Regions from separate parts of the Bombyx mori genome. Here region 2 is linked to region 1. Evidence: chromatin contacts called from public Hi-C data. All regions are on one chromosome and are shown on one strand. The core of a region is the stretch at or near the end of the contact, and the rest is flanking DNA. Distances in the headings are between cores, read along the strand shown.

Region 1 (3,997 bases), core at 479-2,978:
CGTACTAGCATGTCACACGAAATGCGTTATGCGCCTGATTGCGCATGTCACACGAAATGCGTTATCGCAGGTGACGCCGGGCTGCTGCGCCGGCAGTCCGCCACAAAGCCTCGTACTGATCGCGCGTTTCTCTCATTATTGTATTTTCATATATTTGTTAGTCGTTTGTTTTGTGTCTCGTTAATTTGTTAATAATCTGTAGTGTATCGTGTTGTCGTAATATAGAACTATTTCTCGTATTGTTTCGTTTAATTTTTTATATCCAGTAAACTCCAGTCGTGCGTCGGAGCGGACACACACACTTTTTTTTCCATCGATAACGGAATATTAGGCGTTTTACTCCTTTTTTTTTGATCAACCTCCAAATTTATCTAGAGCATAGCTACCCAAATCAGGTAATGACATGTTGTACCGTTTCTCCAGTGAGTCAGTGCTGCGTAAAGATCAGAACTAGCCATCAAGATAAAAATTCGGCCCAAATACGCATGTGACTTTAGTCAGGCCTTCATATAAGAACGGGAATTACTTAGAAAACTTGACTTATCAGGCTCGAAATTGACTCGAATTCCAGTGAAATGAATAAACCGTGCATTTTAAGTCAACAACTGCTCACTTTTAATTATTTTAATTAGTGTTGTTAGATGTGGGAGCGAGTGGGATATATATTGTGCACGATACAAACAATTTAATGTCGAGTGCGTATGTAAATTTCTCTGTGTTGTTCTGAATATTGAATATGCACCTTGACCTAATTCGCTTCAACGAATGGTCTGTTTGGAACAAGCTTTGGTTTTTTTTTTGTTGTCGTAAATTGGCAGACGACGCAACTAGTGCTGTCTGATAAAACAAAAACGTTTAAAACCTGTTGGTATGACTTATATTTCGATTTAATTGTCTTCGGTAAAATCCATCTACATACTCGTAATACGTGTTAAGTAACGACATAATTAATTATTATGATTAATGAGATAATAATTAATTAAAAATTTGCGTACTTATTGGGACGTGTTCAGTCTATTCTTTCTGTGTGGAAATGTTTTAATTTGAAAATTAAGATTGCTATTATTACTTCAAATCTCACGGTAGATTTTGGCGTTCCCGCTGTGGTTTCTGTGGGCTTTAGTAATAATTTAAGGACAGATTGGCCGTGTGCTCGCTCGTACACCCATGTAGAGAATTCAAAAAGCTTTCGCAAGAGGCTCGCGTTAACTTAGAAAAAAAAACGCTTTTTGCAATACTGTCAATCGTAAATACAAAATTTCATAACAATCAGCCGAGTTGTTAAGACACGAAAGCGTGACAAAGAAACTAATTATCGCAATTACATGGTAGGGTATGATTATTACCGTGTTGTGATCAGAATTTTCACAATGTTCTAATCGTAAATAACCTTTTCAAACCAAAGACTCAAACTTCTATAACCCCATACCTAAAGATAAGATTTAATTTCACGCAAGTATTTTCCCGGCTCAATGATAACAAGAATGCATTCAGCTATTATTATTATCAGTAACAAAAGAACTGTCGTTCTCTATTAATATTTATGTTTAAACAAAAATATAGTTTTTCTGTTCGAAAATAGAGATTGTTTTGCATCTTCTATCATTGAAACGACTGACGATAAGAGTGTTTTTGTAATTCTATTTTTCTCAAATATTGGTAATACCTTGAAGGTGAACCGAGACGAACGTGTTATTACTTGCTTACTGCACCGCGTTCTCGCATTGTTTACGTTTGTTCCGATTGCACGCTGTTATATACATGTTTATACACATGGAGTTGTTTATGATGAATAAAGGTAAATTATAAAATATCATAATATATATTTTTAAGCTATTGCATAGCTTTTATCGCGGGCCTTGAGCGCGGCGACCGAATCATGAAATTCCGTAACGAAAACAACCTTACACCCCTCACTCCGCCTACCATGTAGCTCGCGTTCAACACATTCACACGTTGCGCTTGTGTAGTGTTTGTGAATAAGCGCGTGGCGTGACGTCACACTGCATGCGCATCATGAAAAGTCTGCCCATCTCTCTCGCGCGGTCTAGCTTATGGGTGTGAAGGGGACAGTTAAGGTTTTACTTTTATTAATGTTTAATATAGCGTTTTATTATTGTTTTAATATTAAATTATCATTGTCTAATTATAATTGCATAAGTTGATAAAAAATGCTATGCAATAGCTTTACCGCGGCAGTTCCCGAGTGCCACACGTTTTTATTTTTTTATTGCTTAGATGAGTGGACGAGCTCACAGCCCACCTAGTGTTAAGTGGTTACTGGAGCCCATAGACATCTACAACGTAAATGCGCCACCCGCCTCGGTGGTATAAGTTCTAATGTCTCAAGTATAGTTACGACGGCTGCCCCACCCTTCAAACCGAAACGAATTACTGCTTCACGGTAGAAATAGGCAGGGTGGTGGTACCTACCCCCGCGGACTCACAAGATCTCCTACCACCAGTACTACATTGCACTGCACTAAAATTCGCATATCAAATAATGACAAAGCATACACGCTGCTTTTAACATATGTAATAACTCATTTTCACTATGCTTAGCGAATAAATGATTTCTTTCTTTCTTCTCTCTCTTCTTTCTTTAGAACACATACTGTTCTAAATGTAAATTAAACTTTGATATCGCTTTATATTATTTTGTTACTAGCATAGCTACATACTAGCTCACAAACGACATCAGCTATAAATAAGCGTTTACCAAAACCTGAATATCGGGGTCTATCTAAGTGAAGTTGCAATTCAATTCTAATAACAACTACCTTTCACGTATCTAGTAAGATACTAGTAAAAAATGAGGAAGAGAGGTATGCTTAAACAATTGCAATATTGGCAAAATAAAATCGAGTTATAAACACTACTATTAAACGGGTTCTTACCATGGTTTTCACTTTCAATCAATTCAGATATTTCAATCGAATCAAATTCATTTGAACGATCGTGATGTTTTGATCGTGATGGTGATGGTTTGATCTGTGTCTGTCTATGTAACGGGATATGTAAACGTTTTATCAAATTCTAGATGGATGAATAATTCGCGAATTACACATGTGAAGGACTGATATAAATATCATAATTGAATTAGTTTAGATTAATATCAGCTCTTACTAAGGCTAGTGTTAGCAAAGTAGCCAGACTGAGCTCGCCTATATGTCCGGTGAAGCTAGAATAATCCCTTGAAGTTAAGAAGCAGGCAAAAAAATCATGACTAAGCTTAGCAGTTTTTTTTTTATGGGTATTTTAGTGTTTATTTCGTTAATTCTTAATCCGTGATTTAAAGTAATGAATTTGTAAGTTAATCGACTTAAAGCACTATAAGAAACATACCTGGTCTTAGTCACATAACAAGATCAAACCTGTATACACAACACGCCCACGCATTTTGATCTCTACCACGTTCCTTTCAGATTTCCTGACAGACGGAATTTATTTTTCCTCCAAATCATGATCAATTCAATGGAAAATTTACCCTAAAAACTTGTAGATAAAGCTTATTCTATGTCACATCTGAATTAGATAATTTACGTAAGAACATAATATATTTTGTTTATGTGACCTACTAAAGTCATTTCGATCTTTCATTCACTTAAACGACTCATTCAGGTTGAACTATAAATCAAATATTTATTTTGAAGATCTTATGGAAAACTGATATTATAATAGTATAACTATGTCGTGATTGGATCCTGGCAGAAATTAAAAACTTTGATATGAACGAATAAGTAACTTATATTTGCGTCCCCGATGTTATTTTTGTTGCCTTACTAAGCAGACGACCATACGACCCGCTGGTGGTGAGTGATTACTATCGCTCATGGACGTCAGCAAATCCAGGGGCGCAGCCAAGTTACTGTTCACCAATGAGTGCTCTCCGCAATTTTTTTTATTTTTATTGCTTAGTTGGGTGGGCGAGCTCACAGCCCACTGGAGCCCATAGACATCTACATCGTAAATGCGCGATCCGCCTTGAGATATAAGT
Region 2 (4,448 bases), core at 1,464-3,963, 63 kb after region 1:
ATATCTACAGGCGTAGGAAGATTAGTTTAATTATTTGACAATTAGAAATCTATGACATTGTGTTACGTCATTCTGTCCTGCTTCAGTCGACTGCGAGTGCTAAGAGTGCGAGCAGGACAGACAGACGTCACGGGTTACGAGTGCGAACAAGATAGATAGAGGTCACGTGCGTCACGCCTCGCGGATGGGCGAGTTTACGTCAAGGGTCGCAATAGTATTATTATTTCTTTTAAAAAAATACATGGATTTTCGATTATCCATGTTTTCAGTTTCATTTTTATTTGCGAAATGTTGATGAAAAAGCTTCTCTCAGAAAATTTTACCAAAGGACAACATTATATAAAATTATCAAAATATTCTGTTTTTTTTTTTAAATCATCGTTGATTTTACTCGATTCATAACTGATAAAATTATTTCAAGAAACCTTAGATCGTAGGCAATTTCGAATTTCCATAAACAATTAATCGTATTTTTTTTAACTTAATTTAGTTTCAGATGTCGGTACAATCAATTAAGTTTTCTAATTATAATAATTATTTCAAGAAATTAATATCAAGAAAGGGCGACATTTCGTGTCGGCGGGTCGCGGCGGCGCGGGCCCCTCTCCGCGACAGTCTAGGTGTCCTACGTTACGTTCAGTCCGTGTTTCTCGATATATCTTCTGCGAGCTTCCGCTATCATCTGAGCTTTTCGCTCCTCGAAGCTCAGCTGTCGTTCCTTGGCCGTCTTCGGGAAGGTTCCTGTGGGCGGCGGCGTGACGTACCGCGGCGCCGAGGGCCCGGGCTGCGGTCCGGGGGCCGCATCCTCGGGGACGTACGGAGTCACGCCCTCGAGGAAATTCGTGATCGTCACGTCGACGCTTCCAGTTCTTTCTGTAAGTTGTTATCATTTATCAACTATGGTAACTTTATTACTGCAGTAGACAGCGGACATCTGTGCCCTGGTATTGCTAATGTCCATGAGTGACGGTGCCTCTTTACCATCAGGTAGGCAGTATATCTGTAGGCCTACAACATTAAAAATTGTTATAAGCATGTTGAGTCCGCACCAGACTACCACCGCCATGTTCGGTCCAGGGTCTCACCTGTCGGGGCGGCGCCCTGCGACCGACGGACCTCACAGTTCCCGCGCAGCTATAAGCAGATGTCACAGCTACGGCCCACTATTTTTTCTCTGGTGAGGCAGGTACAGACTTGTCGCACTTTATACAGAGATTTTTTTAAAGGGATTTTATGACCTGGTAACTAAGACCTTTAGGTCGTCTTATTTTAATTTTAATGAAAACTTGATTAATATGAAACATGGCATAAAATGTAATGAACTGAGATGATATGGGATGAAATATAATTTCAGTAAAATGGTGCTCATTTACTGAGACTTTTTTGGTGAACTTTTTGAAGGATCCCGAGAAGTTACGTTCAGCGGCTTTGTTTCATTTTCCCACATTTCTGCACTTTCACAGATATTAAACAGTTAATAAACCACCGTTATTACACATTGAAATCTGAAGAAACACTATCTAGACAAAAAAACAACACATTTGGTAACAGAACAGAGACACTGGTAGGACCTCTTATGAGTCCGCTCGGGTCTGCCTCTTTCTGCCGTGAAGCAGTAATGCGTTACGGTTTGAAGGGTGGGGCAGCCGTTGTAACTATACTGAGATCTTAGAACTTATATCTCAAGGTGGGTGGCGCATTTACGTTGTAGATGTCTATGGGCTCCAGTAACCACTTAACACCAGGTGGGCTGTGAGCTCGTCCACCCATCAAAGGACTCTAAAAAAAAAAAAACATGGCAACACTCGGCGAGGGTGTCCACGCCGATTCTGCGCCGAAACACACCTAAATCCTGGAGGATAGTTTTGAGTGGGACGGCTGGCAACACTTCCTTGACCTGGTTCCCGAGGCGCACGAGCGGGGCGGCGCGGTCGGCGACGGCCCGGACACGCCTCCCCGCGAACAACTCGTCCCACGTCAGCTCCGACACTTCCACCTGGCAAGTTCAATGTGGACACCCTAAGTTAATCCTCTCCTTAATTGAGTTTTTTTTTTTTAAATCTAAGATTTTTTGTTCGTTTTTTGATTGTTTGTTCATTAAATTCGTTCAAATGCCTCATTAGGTAACATTTTTTAAACAATTAGCTGTCAACCAGTTTAATTTGTGTTAGGGTAGATTCTGAAATTGGTATTTACTTCAATTGTATATTTATGTTTGATAGGTAATTTAGGTAATTTTTATTGGCGGTAGGACCTCTTGTGAGTCCGCGCGGGTAGGTACCACCGCCCCACCTATTTCTGCCGTGAAGCAGTAATGCGTTTCGGTTTGAAGGAGTGGGGCAGCCATTGTAACTAAACTTGAGACCTTAGAACTTATATCTCAAGGTGGGTGGCGCATTTACGTTGTAGATGTCTATGGGTTCTAGTAACCACTTAATACCAGGTGGGCTGTGAGCTCGTCCACACATCTAAGGAGTAAAAAAAAAAGTATGTTTTATATGTAAATTGTTTATTCTTATAATGTGTAAATGTATGTGTATATATATAGATATATTTCAATTGATTGGTATATATATATTTCAATTGATTGGTGAGGTGGTATTGTGCCAAACGATTCTTTTCCACCTGATGGTTGAAAGAGATGTAGTCTCACCAGGTAACAACACCGCACGGGACATCACCAGCGCCGCGCGGGACAACAACGTTCAATTGCTGGTGGGAGCCAGCGCTCGCCACCAGTACTAAGCGAAGTAATGGTGTCGTTTATAGAAGTGAATTATGTGTAACTAACTGGTATGTACAGTTCGCGCGCGAGCTCCGAGGATTCGGGGGCTGAGGAAGCGGGCGGGCGTGCACCGCGCCCGACCGTCGCTTCATACCCCCCCGTACTCTCCCAGTACTAGTGTCGACTTTAACGTGAGAGTACGCTTACCGACTCGTTGCTTTTAATTTTGCGATAGCAGTGTTAATTACGCGTGTTTTCTAATATAAATAGTCTTACACTTATAAGTCTTTTTGTTTGCACAAATAGCTATTTAATTTGATGAAAAAGGAATGGCGAGCACTAGCATAATAAACATGTCTTAGCATTAGAGAAACATTACTGGCAAAAGGATGGCTTAATGGAGGATGTTGTCGAATTATTTATTATTGAAGTACGTGAGGAGAGTGACAATAGTACATCAAATTCTTTAACTATTGATTAATCTGATTACGAAAGTAAGTAATAAGATTTCACGTTCATTTTGTTCAATAAGTATCAGTTCACTAAATTAAATTCATACGTGATCAACTGTTTTTTTTTTCTTTTATTTGAAGTACATAAATACCCTTATAAAACTATTTTATAATTTACACTCGCACGGAGGCTTAAGATGTGTTAGTATCGATAGCGCAATATGGACTAATTACAACACTAGCTCATTACGTCAACATTCCTTAAAATTCCTCGGAGCTCGCGCGCGGACTGTAGCTGTACTGGTGACCTCTGAAATTGATGGGTTTGGTTGGGGAAGTGTTTCGCCACAGTACCTGCAGCGCCTCTGCGACGGCGGCCCGGCAGCGGTCCCCGACGTCCCCCGCGTCCCAGCGCAGCGGCGGCAGCGCGTGCAGCGTGTACACGGTGGCGGGCGACAGCAGGAACCACGCCGCGTCGCGCCACGGGAAGCGCGCGCTGTACTGGCGCCGCTGCACCGTCGCACGCGTGAAGGCGCGCTCCACGGCTGCGCGGACATACGAGCCGTCACGTCACAACCACATGGACCGACAATAACCTTACAAATCACATTATTCCACATAGGAAAGATGATGATATTAATTTATCCCTAATGGGAAAGGCAAAGGACTTTAGTCCATACAGCCAGGTCTTGTTCTTGATAATAATTGGACAATTTTTGTAGTTTTAAAGGCCGAAGCCTCCATAGGAAAGACACCTAGCATAAACATTGAGATATATTTGCCCACTGAGTTTCTCGCCGGATCAGTGGGTAGATTCTGCAAAGAACTACTCTTGCTAGTGCTAGCGTTAGCAATACCTTCGGTTTGAGCCCCGTGAACTCACCTACGAGTTCGGTGAATATAGAATAACCCCTCGAGGTTACTAAAATAGTTAAAAAAAAGAGATGAAAATATTTCGAAACGTTTTATGCAGAACTCTCTAAATTTACTTGTATATAATAATAAATATATAAACATACTTTATAGGACAGTTCACTTATAAAATGAAGTGCGTCGATAAATAGCAGTGTTCTGCCTATTTCTAATACAAACAATAATCAAAACAAAGTGACTGTAGTATACTACAAATTTTTCAATCATTCATCAAGATGCGCATACATGCCAGAAAATTTAAGATTGGCAACACAAAACCCAATAACCAAAATGTAAATAGTACTGTGAAGTGATATGATATTAATGGTGGTACCCGTTTATCTCACATGGAGTAAAAC

The links. A called contact is a pair of places that touch in the nucleus more often than the background predicts.
Region 2: a Hi-C map of whole pupa shows a contact between it and region 1, with 4 times the contacts expected there. The contact joins two enhancer-like sites. A contact is called at or near these places in 2 of 7 Hi-C or Micro-C datasets (both in whole pupa).

The regions. Positions count from the first base shown.
Region 1 is chr11:18,372,698-18,376,694 of ASM3026992v2, forward strand. All of the region lies in intron 11 of LOC101737321 (pre-mRNA-splicing factor ATP-dependent RNA helicase PRP16), which reads left to right. Among protein-coding and RNA genes, the nearest start is that of LOC119629177, 30 kb to the left of the region's middle. Within about 2 kb of position 1,729, at least 1 of the 8 cell types and tissues checked has open chromatin away from gene starts, as enhancers often do.
Region 2 is chr11:18,434,473-18,438,920 of ASM3026992v2, forward strand. LOC101737172 (lipid droplet-regulating VLDL assembly factor AUP1) reads right to left here. Exons shown (of 8, transcript XM_038013899.2): 6 at 3,532-3,722; 7 at 1,846-1,996; 8 at 1-873. The coding sequence ends at 626. Among protein-coding and RNA genes, the nearest start is that of LOC101737172, 7.6 kb to the right of the region's middle. Within about 2 kb of position 2,714, at least 3 of the 8 cell types and tissues checked have open chromatin away from gene starts, as enhancers often do.